2 separate regions of the Anas platyrhynchos genome follow, and region 1 is linked to region 2. Evidence: chromatin contacts called from public Hi-C data. All regions are on one chromosome and are shown on one strand. The core of a region is the stretch at or near the end of the contact, and the rest is flanking DNA. Distances in the headings are between cores, read along the strand shown.

Region 1 (6,584 bases), core at 3,039-5,538, 88 kb after region 2:
GTTCACTTACTTATATTTATATTTTAGTGCTGATATACAAAAATTAGCATTAAAACAATAACTGCAACTTCACTTCATTTTTTAACTGAACTTAAAAGGCCTTTAAATAAACACATCTGGGAAAAGGCTTTATGGTGTCGGTTGCTATGGAGCAGGCAAAACAATGAGTCTTTGTAGTCACTTTGCTCTCCTAAGAACAGACCCAAAGCCTATTTAAGGCAATGGAAATCTTCACTGACTTCAAGGGGCTGTAGACTGGAAACTGTACTTTTCTACTACACATCTCAAAAAAACCACGCCACATCTTTAGAAAATATAAAATAGTATTATCCCTAGGTGAATGAGGGGAGTATTGAAGCACAAAAAGCATAAAGCACAACAGAAGAGAATTAGAATAACTGTCACCTTTTAGTCCTGGGAGAACTACAAATGAAATGGATCTACATATTCAGCTTTTTTATCCTGTTCCATACAACACAATACTTAGCTTTGGAGAGGGAGAAAACGATTTGTTTTTCACCCCTCAAAAGAAACCCTGCTGGTGAAAGTCTGGGGTCTGCAGGGTCTTTAGCCCCGGTTAGATTTGAATAAGAGTCATAATTTTGGAATAAAAAAGGAATTTACGCAGTGTTAAAATTGTTACAAAACACTAAGATACACTAATGCATCCAGTGGGGAAGCACGCAAACCGGAAAACCCAGTAAGCTACAGCAAGCTGTAAAACATACAAAATCTCAGAGATGAGAAAAGCAAAGCATAAAGAGGATTAGATCACAGTCACACCATTAGTCCAAAGCCAGGATTCCTGACTCAAAATTCTCTGCTGTCAACAGGCTGACCTGATTTTGTCCCTCTGTGACAGCAGCTGATCCTACAAACCCTCCCTTCTGTGGAAAGCTATTGTAAATGATATTATTAGGTACACTACAACAGTGACTGATTATATCCACATGCACAACATTGGAAGAAATAATATTAGGCAGAGTTTTTATCTAAGTAGAGGGTTTTAGAAATTTCAAAGAACCGATCATGTTTCTTCTGAGAAGATCTTTCAATGTCACTCATTCTGCCTATGCTACCCTTAGCGCTACTCACAGCAAGACGTGCTTCTGGTGTTCTGAAAGAATCACCAGTTATTAGATAATTACATTTCATTATAATGCTATCAAGCTTTTAAACATTTATTTTGACAGATCTGTAGGCATGTGGAATGATACATTTTTGTGTGGGAATTCCACGCAAACTCCCTTTCAAAAAAATAATTAACCCAGACACCTGCAGCAGCCCTCGGTGCTGCCATGACTCACCCAGCAGTGGAGCTGTACCTGAGGAGAAGCTGCACTCTAGTGAACCAACAGTGAGCGACGGTCTTCAAGAGAAGACACTTTCTTCACACAAATCCATGGAGAGAAGGATAGCAGATGCCTGGAAATCCCCCAAAGAAAGTACAGACTGCCAAGGAGCCAGAAAGCCCCTCTGGAAGGAAATTCATCTGTAAGCTAAGAAGGCCACTCTATTACTGCCAGGAATTGTATATCAAAACACAGTAAAAGGGAGAGGAAAACCTTTGGTCTGCATTCTTAGGGGCAATAAAGGCCGGACTCTGTACTGCGAATAGAAGGTGACTGCAATTTACAGCTCTGTGGACACCCTTACACGTCTAATAGTCCTTTGTCTCCACACAACATGTGCAAGAGGCTCCTTCCTTTTTCTCACTCAAAGTGCCAAGTCCTCTGGTGAATCCAGAGCTCCCACAGCTGTGCAGGGACGGGAAGGTGAGCTCCGGCAACACGAAGTCACAGCCCCAGGATTGTGCTGGCTCTGTGTGTGGTGCCACTGCTGAGAGAGGCTGGCAGGCGGTGGGTTTGTGCGGCTCGGGGATGGGGAGCTCAGGATGTAAGGAATATGTACTGGTGCTCCACCACCACAGACCTCACAGAGAGACAGCTGAAGTGCTCCGTTTCCTGGCTGTTATTTAGTCATAGTAAATGACTAAAGTAATTCTCCTTTACTGGAGAAACAGTGCACATTTACGGTCAGATTAAGCCAGCACTACCACCGAAAGAAGTGGTTTGCCTCCCCTTGGGCTCCAGTTCTCACCTCTGCACCTTCCTCACCCCCTTGCAGCCACATTTTCATGTGTGGGTGTACTACAGGACATGAGCACATTTAAAACAAAGCTGTTTCCTGCAGGTGAATTTTGGATGTTTCAACTTGTATAGGGCAGTTGCACATCGAGTAGCTGTTAGTATCAATAAGACCCACATAAGGTGCAAACTTTCATTATTTTCCTTACCTCCAGGTATTATCACCAAGTGAGACTACAGTGGAAACATTATTATGACCTGGGACATTTTAGTATTACTAACTACCACTGCAAAAAAGGCCGTAAGAGAACCCACAGACACAGGGTGACACCAAGCCCCATACACAGCCTAGGCAGGAGTTAGTAAACTTGTCACTGATTGAAATGTCTTTAAATGAGGCTGGACAAAACCAGAACATCAAGATGATTCCTACAATCCAGGTAGCTAATACACAGCATATTAATGCCCTTAAAGCACCTTGTGGATACCAAGATATCCTTTATAAATATACAGTACAAGAAGGTTCCCCGCAGCTTTCTGCTCTTTCCACATTCATTTTATGGCAGCAATAATGTGCTCTCTGTGAAAAGCATTTATTTGGACAGCCGAGATTAACAACGCTTAGTTATGCTTCACGTCATCAACATCATCTCAAAAGCTCTCAATCCCCAAGAAAAGCATAATTTTGTTTGCTTAGAATTGAATGTTGGTTTTTTGTTTGTTTGTCTGAATGATTTGCAATTTCAGTAAGACGAGTGAACTTGTGCGTGCCCATTGCATTTTGTACCTACACTGAAGTAGAAAAATACAGGACCACTTTTAACATGGCTTTATGATTTTTTTTCTAATTCTGAGAAACACAGAATTGTGTTGCATTGAAAAAAAAAAAAAGTAGAAGAGTTGAAAACCTCAGAAATACTGTCTGAAGGTTTACAAAAGTAAGTACTAGTCAGTGTTAAAAAGTAAATACCTGGATGTTGTTAATTTTGTTGTTAATAAATGTTCCGTATGAGAGTGCCTTTCTATACCAGCATTAATGACATCTGACTCAGTATAATGTGCTATATTGAGAAATCATGTGTACAGCACACACCATGTAGAAGCACATATTTTCCATGCCTTGTCTTTCTGTAAGTAACACTCTAAATACAGAGTTTTTTCTACTTGAAGTTCAGATTGTGTTACAGTTGATTATTTTGCTAGCAACCACTAACTTCAAACAGTATCTACAATGACAAGCATCACTGAAATGTCCCACATATAGATGCATTATTTATATACAGAGAACACATATATAAACATTTTATATATTAATATACATATAAGCATGCAATATAAACATAAGATTGTATACGATATAAATATATATTAGTTATGTTCTCTATATAAAACATGTTTTGTATACATAGCAGTTGAACAAAAATCCAATTTTAATGTAAAGAAAATGTTTTTTTTTTTACTGACTGCTTATTTAAACAACTGATTAAGAAGAAGGTTAAAGAGGAAGGTCTTATTACTCCCCTAATGTTATATTTAAAAGTATTTCAGTAAAATATTTTCCAGGCTTCAGCATTAGTGCACCACTGAGTAATACACATATTTTTTTTTGTTTTTTTTTTAACTCAGGAAGTGTATGTACCTACTTTTAAATGTGTCACCATGGAAATGCACTGTGTCACTCAGAAGGCTAAATTAAAATGCAGAAATATTTACAGACATGCCACTTCTCAGCAGTTGCACATTCTTAGGCTCACAGCCTGATCCTGCAAACTGCTCTGTGCAGGCCCTATGGAGCCCCTTCACACAAAGCTCACCGAAGGTCTGACGTTTACAGTTTTATTTAGGATGCAGCAAAGGGTGATGATCACTAAGGAAAAACAAAACAAAACAAAAAACCCACATTCACTAACAATGCTTGCACAGCAAAATAAGTTACTCTACTAAGGTCACCCTACCTATATATATATATATATAAATAAATAAATATATACACAGACATGTATATACACACATGTACACACACACACACCCTAGGAAACAGCTGTTGCAGTGACAATACCACTGTGTGTGGTAACAAAGTACGAACCTCCACTAATTGACTCAAGTCGCTGAACTCGATGGAGTAGCCATAAAAACTGTTCTGCGGGACAGCTGCAAGAAGGGGAGTGGAGGAAGCAGCGTTCAGGCCGAGCGTAAATTGTGCAAACAAATATTGACTCTTCCCATGGCAACCTTTACAGCTGTACTTCGAATGCTATTTTGAGCCAGATGTAAATAAGCAAAAATAGAGGCGGAGCCAATAAACACACACCTCCAAAGTGAGACATTCCATACTAATGCAGAATAAATAGCCTAAGAAATGATGTTACAACAGGAGTGCTTCTGTTCTGCAGTTTCCTGCACCTGAGCCAGAGAGTAGCACAGGACATTATGCTGTCCTCCCTATGGGATTTGGGTGAACTCTGAGAAAAAAAAAAAAAAAAAAAAAAAAAGGCTGGGTGACTCCGGTCACTTCTACAGGAAGGTGGGCATGGCACCAGTGCCCTGAGCACACGTGTGCCTGTTCTGCCCAAGCTCTGAGCAAAGCAGAGCTGCACAATGGAGTTGAGACGTCTGCTTTTGCTTGCAGCCCCAACAGCTGCCCTGGGCAGCTTCCAGCCCTGAGCTCTACCAAAAAATCCACCTGCTATGCATCTTTCTGACCTGGAAACGAAGACGCAGTGTGTCAGAGCAGGACAGTGTTGCATTACCTTTCCAGGCCTTATTAAAGACTAGAAAAGAAGTGATCGGAAAATACCAAACTGCAATTATGCTGCTGGATTTTACATGCAGTGCATCAGGGATTTAGAGGCGGGTTATGTATTACTACAGAGTGATAAATTCAATCATAAAGAGAGTAAAATATTTGTTCCATCCTGTTCTCTCACAGATTTCTCCTTAAATACTCTCCTTTAGCTTGCCATGCTGAGCGTGCCTGTATAGATCACAGACACACAGCTCCAAACATGTTTCTGAAAACATACTTCCAAACTACCTTGTTTCTAACACTGACCTATACTGGTATGCTAAGAAAACACAGGGACCAGGAAAATCCCTCTTTGAAACCCTTCAGTGCAAACCACTCCTCCTCTCGAAGGTACCAGGCCATTCCTCCCTCAGCTGCCGTGCAGCCAGCCCCCGTGGGATACCACAGTGAGAGCAGCCCCACGTGTCCCTGCCCTCAGACCACCAGCAATGTACAGAAAGCAGCCCCTGGACACAGGCCTCTGTTTAAAAAGCTCCTACCAGATTTGCCTGAACCTTCTGCAAGGCAAGATTAGCAAAATACCAGCAGAAGAAACAATTTGCATATGACAATGCACATGCACATTTAGTCACCGATGAGCAGGATCTGTTTTGTTTCCTTCTCGCCACGCGTAGCTCCTGAAGTTTGCCTTGCACAGGGCTGTGCTTTGGCACAGCTGCACACCGACTGCAGAGGTAGCAGTGAGATATCAGGATGCTAAGTGCTCATCTTCTCAAATTACTACTTACTACAATCCTTGTTTTGAATTTAAAAAATAAAAAAAAATAAAAGAGAGAGTCCCAAAAGAACGACTACCCAAGACAAACCAGCAGCACAGCTCCGTGAATGGCACACGCCAGCCAGGGCTGGCTGACCAGAAGCCTCCCCTGCTAGCAGCTCTCCTCCTGTCTCGAGAAACATTCCTGCAGAACTCCTGCTGCCACTTGCCCCACAAGTATTAAGAGACCTATACTGTAAGCAAAAGCATATCTTAAATCACTGCCTTCAAAAGGCAACACAGCAAAGGGAATCAGGTTTTTGCTGCCCATGACAAAGGGAGTACTCCACAGTACAATCCATTCCTGAAGGCACTTGTAACTTTTAATTGACTTCTTGCTCTGTCACAGAAAATATTTAATAAATTAAGTCTCATCTAAATCAGACAAAAAGAAAATGAAAAGCAATTTACTAATTAATTACACGGTGCAGTTATCGATTATGCTAATTAATTATATGGTAGAGTCAACAGTTGGTACACACAAAGAATATCAAATGCAGCCAGTTGATTTATGATAAAAAACCCACCCCCAGGTGTCTCAGGAAAAGCTGCTAAACAATCCAGAGGTTAGAAACAGGACATCATTTCAATGTAAATTCAATTTTTGCCACTGTAAGTATGGAAAATCTCCTTTTTTCCTCTACTGCATGTGCCCAGGCTAGGAACTGCAGTACCTTGGCAAATAAACATAACCCTGAAGCAATGAAAGACAGAATGAGGAAGCTGTTGTAAATGGATGATTTTTGGCATTTGCCATAAGATTATTCAGTGAATAGTTTATATCAATGTTAGCTACCTTCATTAATAACAATGAAGAATGCCCTGGACTTGAAGGGACTCTGCAATTCCTCCTCCTCAGCCCAACACACGTATGTGACTGCGTATGTTGCAACGTTTACTCTTGGTGGAAACCTGCGAGCAGGTGATACAACAC
Region 2 (6,843 bases), core at 616-3,115:
ATCTTTTTCACTCAATGAATCCTGTTCCCCCCCAAAATGTAATCTATATAAATTCTTAATTTACCATCAGTGAGCAATGCTACATTATTATTGTTAAAATTACCCATATCTCATAAACTGTCACCTGTGACAACCACTGGCTTCTTCATACTCCTGCAGTGTTTGGCAATCTTGACCTAGTAGCTTTGTCAGCAGGAGATCTGAGACAATACTGTTTAACTATCTCAGAAATTGCTGTTTGTAGAAAGCAATTTTCTACAACTGTTCTCGAATTGGCTCATCTATTGCAGCACTAATAGAAGAAACCCTGCAACCCTATCTGGAATGCATACAGCTAATATGAGTTTTCCCAGGCAGAGTCATTACTCTGTAGCTGAAAAATGATAATACTTCTGATTTTTCGTAGCTTCTCAAAGATCCTCCATTTATCTCTACAAAGCTTTGTTGAGAACAGGTTCACTACAGTACAAGTAAAAAGTTTCACAAAAGAAATACAATACAGTAAGTAGCAAATGGCGATAATATAACCAAGCTAAACAATTTCAAATCCCACCTCTTGGAATTCTTTCACTTCCCTTCTTGTTCTGTATTTGTTCATTTTCTTTTGTTTTCAAGATTTATTTATTCTCATCAGCATCCAAGCAGTCTATATGAAAAACCCATGAATCAACATGCCTATAGCATCACCACGCACTATGACTGGCTACAAACGCATAGAATGACTTAAATTATAACAATAACACACAATTATAACTGCTATGGTTGAATCATTTTGCAGTCACTGAATCACTTGCACAAATAAGAAACTAATAATTATACCTTCCTCAGTGAAGAATTTTTCTACAGGTCCTACAAACTGGTTGATCTCCTGTAGTTCTTCATTGCTAATTTCTGGATAAGGGAAAACTTCTTCCTAAAATAACAGACATTAAAAAAAAGCATGAATCATGCAACTGGAATTAAAGTCCAAGAACATACGCCTTCCAAATACTAGGTTCTAAAAACTGTGAAAATCTGGATTTGTGGGAAAGGTTCAAAAGTGTTACCTGATGAGATGTACAGGATTCAACTACACTACGCACCCAAACAAATTGGAAGCATTAGAGAGAAAATAAGGAGATTTTAAGGACTACATGGATGCAAAAATCCTTTATTAACCACGACTTTTGTCAATATAATCCCATTTCGGAATTAAAAACAACAGGTGACTCATTCACATCAGGATCGATTACAATTACGACACGTTCAAAGCCCAGGCCATGAACACGGCTCCTTGGCAGCGCGCTGCGGGTCCGTGCCGCCCGGCATCGCCCCGTGCCGCGAGCTCTTCGCGTTCCCGTCCCGTTTTGAGGAGCGGGGCGCACCCCGGCCTGGGCAGCGCCGGCCGCGTTCCCCCCAGGGGTCAGGCCGGGTGCCACCAGCAGGCCGGGCACCCGCCGCCTGCCTCCAGCACCGCTCCAGGGGGCAGAGGGCGCTGGGCGCAGCGGGGCCCGGGAGGCTGCGGCGCTGCCCCTGTCCCTGCGGGGCTGTTCGCCCCCCCTCCCCCGCCTCACCGGGCCCCGCGCGGCCCCGTCAGCCCCGGGCAGCGCGGGCCGGGCCGCGAGGGGATGGCGGCCGTTGGGCGGCCGTTGGGCGCGCGCCCCTCGCCCCTCACCTTGCTGAGCGCGCCCCGGAAGAGCTCCTTGGCGAAGGCGGCGCACGGCGCAGCGGTGCGAAGGGGGCGCGCGGCGGCGGGCACGCGCAGCGCGGAGCGCAGGGCGCGCAGCAGGAGCCCGCTCATGGCCGCTACCCCGCGGCCTCCCGCCCGCCGCGCCTCGGCACCAGCCCTGCCCGGCCCGGCCCGGCCCGGCAGCCTCCGCGGGGCCGCGCGAAGGGGCGGGGCGCTCGTGCGCAGCCCGTGGGGCGGGAGGGGCCCGGACGGGACACGGCCGGCAGCCGGCGGCCCCGCCCCGCCCCCCCCCCCCCGCTGCCACAGGGCGGCCGCCGTGACCGCGGTCACAGCCGCACGGCTGGGAACCGGCACCGGCACCGGCGGGGCAGGGGGTGAGGGGCCGCACCACTGCACCTCGTGTGCACCGGTGCATCCTCTGCCCTCAGCTTGCTTCCTGAAGAGACTTTCAAGTACTCAGAATTTGAGAAACTGACATTTAGAAATTGAACAAAAGAGCGAGTATTAAAGGCCCACACGAGACCAATGGAATTCACTTACTTGTGACTTGAAAAATGTAAAAACCTGAATGCCGTAATTCAAACAAATTGCCATTGCAGTTGCCTCCCAGATGCTCAGGAATAGCTCCGAGGGGGAGGGAAGGGGTAAGCATATATATAGTACAGACTATGTACCATATAGTCTATACTATATACACTATGCTATATAGTATATATATAGTATTTATATATATATATATATATTATATATATATCTAAATCTGTATGTAAGCACATAGTGAGGATCCTCAAACCCGAAGCATTCACAAGCAGATGAGCAATGTGCCGGAGCCCTGTGTGCCAGCAGCCCGGCTAGAGCTGGAGGTATCACCCAGGGATGATACCTCTCGCCGTGTGTCTGGCAAGAGGTAAGAAGCATTTCACGCTGTTGGTGAGTCAGCCACACGCTGTCAAGTCCAAACACATACAGCACTCTGAGGATACAAACAAAGCTTTACCAAGAAGGGTTTTCCTCTCCAGGCTCCTGACTTCCATTAATTGTAAATATTAATTGGAGAGAAGATGCAAGTCCCTAGTACTCATTTTGTTACAGCCTCTGAAAGCGTAATGTGACCCGTACCAACTACTTGTCTTTGTATGGAACATGGATACCTTATTTATGAGATGAGCTAGCCTTCGCTAGCCCTCTTGCTAAAGGGCTTCACAGCAATAGATAGGAGAGGCTACAGAAGTAGCTATTTCTGTATTTCCTGTAAATAGAAAGAGACCCTGCTTCTCTGTAAGATTACAAAACCTTCATGTTTTCATGGCTATGAATACAGGAGCGGCAACTACCAAAATCCTGAGCTTCTAGTCTCCGCATGTTAGGTTCTGGTTAAGTGAAATTGTCAAACTTCTTTCAGTACTGAAAGATGGAACAGCACGAGGCAATGTCTAGCCTTGTCAAAAAACAAACAAACAAACAAAAAAAAAGGTGGTGAACACCGAGATGGCTCCAGCACTATGCAATCAGGGTGGGGTGGTAACATGTTAGTGTCTCTATAGGGTGCTTATATCTGCAGTTCTTTTCTGGCATGGATAGTGAGAGAGAAAAGGCTCTGCTGCTGCTTAGCCTCCTGGCACACGGGGTTAAGGGAGCAGGCACCTTCTTACCTTACCTCACTGAGGGAACCTGTACCAGGCAAGCTGGCACCAGGGTGAAATGAAGTGTTGAAGAGAGAATGCTGCCACATTAGTGCCACAACCCACTTCTAGATAAAGGTGGTAGTAGCTAAGACATCCTTCAGCAGGTCAGGAGAGGAGGTTTGGGTACAGTGACATTCTCCCCACACTAAATATGGTAAGGATGCAAGTGCAAAAACTAATAACAAAGATGAGGCCAGCCTCTACTGAGACAAGTCAGACTGGTTCTGGCCAGTACTGCTGGAGGTGACCCAGCTACATTAAAGGAAGAATAAACAAAGAGCACACTAACAGACTGCTTGAAGAATATGATCCACAACATTGAAAACATATCTAGGCAGTTGGGAAACAACAGAAAAAAAGAAGCCTCATTGGGAAGTTCAAAAGAACTGAAACATCTGAGTGCTCTACCCTTTGCATTCATTTGCTAAGTATGAGAATGGGACTGTGATCATATCCTAGAAGAAATACCTGTAAAGAATTTTTTTCTTCCAATTGCTGAACAAATCACGGCGGATGACAGCAGATCCACAGCATGAAACTAGAAGCCCTATCACTTGCAGACAGAGAATCCTTTTTGTTTCCGTACTGAGAAATCAAGTCCACATCAGTATTGTATCACACCGTTTTATTTTGTCCCATTCCTGCAATTCTTGCTAACACTCTGTGTACACACAATTGAAAGTGCCCTCCTGGCAGCTGCAGTTCTCTGCAACTCTCCATTAGACTAAATTCCATTATTCTGACTTACAAACATCTTCAAACTGCATTGAACTGCACAATATGCTGCTAAAACTCCTTTCCCCCCCTTCTGATTTAGCAATGTGCCCAACATACTTCTCCTGCTTTTGTTTAAAACTCACCTCTGCTGTCTCTGCCACTCAGCCATTCATCCACATGTTCATATAATTTCAGCTTCCTTTGAAACTGCTAGACCACTCTTCAGTATCACTACCTTCCTGGAACAGATAGCCACTCAGCTCTCCAGAACTCATGTTTTGTAAACAACATGATTGCCACAGTGATGTCCATTTCAGTCTATTCCACACAGAATTGCTTTCTTGAGAAGGAATTAACACAACAGATATACAGATCAGTAAATGAGTATCATGAAATTGCCTTACAATTTTATTTTCCTTTTTACTCTACCTTATTTTTCACTAACTACTTAAAAACTGGTATTAGATAATATAGTACTTAGGTACTTGAGAGGTGGATAATTTACTTACTGAAAAAGTGCCACTGTAGGCCTAAATTGCTTTACAAAAATATTTGTCAATCTTTGCAGTCCTGCCAGGAAAATAGATACAATTCTCTTAGTAGCCACTCCTCTCTTTATAAAATTATTGTTTTCTCCTTTTCAGTCAGACAGTAGGAAAGTTTTTGCACTTGAAATTCATAATTGTCTTCCTTTTGGGGTGGGCATGTGATGATGTACTCATTGCATCATCTCTCCTGTCTCTGAATATTTTAAAGAAAGTTGGCTTACAAATTAAATCTTGGGAAAGGTGAGAGCAGAAACCAGTATTTCCACTTTGGTTCCCAGTCACATGCTGTGGAAGTAATGCAAGTAATGAAATACAGATGTTAACACTGTCACTGCATAATACGTTTGTCCAGGTTAGCATGCATCCAGAATTATTGTACTGTGGCTATCATAAGAAGTACCTGAAAAAAGAAATAGATACATATCATTAATGAAAGGGATTCCTCACAAGTTACACTGGCACTTACAAGCAAATCACCGATTAGCTCTATCATTTTAGGTTAAAATGAGGCATTAAATTATCTCATCTAAGAATTTTATTTTCTAAAGTACTTTACTTCAAATAATGAAGAGTTACAAAATTGTCTTTGCTGTCCAACTTTGAATACTCAGTACAAACTTTCCACTGGGCTACACTGTGGAGTCACCACTCTAAGATTTATCAAATGAGTTTTGCAGCACAATAGAAGCATCTCAAACTATGGCTATTGTGCCATTTTTTTGGCACATTAAGGTCTGAGCTAGAACCAGAGACAGTGTTACCAAAAAGATGAAAAACCAACATACAGGATGAAAATGTTAAATTAAAGTGTTTTACAAACTTTTCTTCTCTGTTGTCAGAGAAGAGGGATATAAAGGAGTATCAGTCAATAACATGAAGTTAATGATCAATCAAGAGCATATGGTGAGCTTATCGAGGAGGAAGGTGCTCATAGGAATTGTACCCCCCTGCGTAAGCACAGTCCTGTCAAGGTCATGTATCCAGCATTAGTCATGCTCCTTTGCTTCTCTCCTCAATCACCCCATCACAGTATTTCCTTCTGTGCAGTCACAAATGCCACCATGCTCTCTCTCCTGTTCCCTTGTGTGACCTAGAGCTCAGCACGTGGCACGTGGGGACCTCGTGAGGGAGAGGGACCACTGGTTTGGACAGCTTTGGGAAATGATGTGCTCCTGCTCAGTGATCACGCGCATAGGAAAGGCTGCACATTTTCAGTACAGCTGGATCCGAATGTCTGAAAGTCAGATTGCTTCCTAATTAAAAACAATTTCATTATGGTAGTTAGGAAACTAATTAATTTCAAGCTTTGGCTTATTGTGATACCGTTGCTGAATAACCCAGAACGCTTGCATAGTCCTTGCACTTTTTATTCCCCTAGACAAGAAAATAAAAAAGAAAAATGAAAAAAGAAATCACATTTCTTTGTCAAGCACATTAAGGTATTATTTTGTAGCAAAAATGAGAAGTTGTAGAGACAAAGCATTTTTCACTATGCATGCATAACATTTCATTAGTTAGAATGAATTTACTCTATTCATCTTATTAAAGGTGGATTAATTTTTTCTCTGCTCATTATACATATCTGTTTAAATTGCTGAGTTTAAATGTGAAGAAATAAATGAACACTGAAGTTGTGTTTGCCATTTTACAACGCACCTGATAAATTGTATGCTTGTGTGATTTATTTGAGCTGGCTGTGTCTTGTGAACCATGATGCTAATTTCACATCTCAGTTATTGCAAAATGCTAAATAAAGGGGATCTTTTTTTTCATAACATTTTATCCTAAAAGCACGCATTTATACATATGGCAAAAATAACAGATCTAAGCATTTGGAAGAGTGATGATTTCAAGTCAGCTTCACCCACACAACTTTCATTTAAATTAGATTTAGCATGCTACTTCAGGCAAAGATCTTAATTTAAGGTCTCCCTAACATTCACAATCAGTCTCATCCTGCAATTGACTTAGTTTTACAAAGTAATTCAGGATTTCGCTGTAATTCTTGAAGGAAACAAAAATTAAGTCTACTAAAATATATCTAAAATAAATCGTTATTTCATCATTTGGGATTTTAGATGTTTCTATCAAATTTTATATCAACAAAGTATGGTGGCTAAAATCACTAAGAAAAACAATCTAAAGTAAACAATCTAAAAATCCAATATGCTTCCTTTTGGAAAAGGTGTATATAATACAGCTATAACACCAGTACAGATATATT

What was found. Hi-C and Micro-C count contacts between places; a contact is called where the count stands out from the background.
Region 1: a Hi-C map of skeletal muscle shows a contact between it and region 2, with 2.0 times the contacts expected there. The contact joins the enhancer-like site here to the promoter of ACAD9 in region 2. A contact is called at or near these places in 3 of 8 Hi-C or Micro-C datasets (liver, skeletal muscle and subcutaneous adipose tissue).

What each region holds. Positions count from the first base shown.
Region 1 is chr13:18,588,458-18,595,041 of IASCAAS_PekinDuck_T2T, forward strand. All of the region lies in intron 4 of IQSEC1 (IQ motif and Sec7 domain ArfGEF 1), which reads right to left. Among named protein-coding and RNA genes, the nearest start is that of ACAD9, 87 kb to the left of the region's middle. Within about 2 kb of position 4,289, at least 1 of the 8 cell types and tissues checked has an H3K27ac peak or open chromatin away from gene starts, as enhancers often do. A contact at or near this core is called in subcutaneous adipose tissue, where this site is marked.
Region 2 is chr13:18,503,376-18,510,218 of IASCAAS_PekinDuck_T2T, forward strand. ACAD9 (acyl-CoA dehydrogenase family member 9) reads right to left here and starts at 1,866. Exons shown (of 18, transcript XM_027467610.3): 1 at 1,655-1,866; 2 at 820-913. The coding sequence starts at 1,780.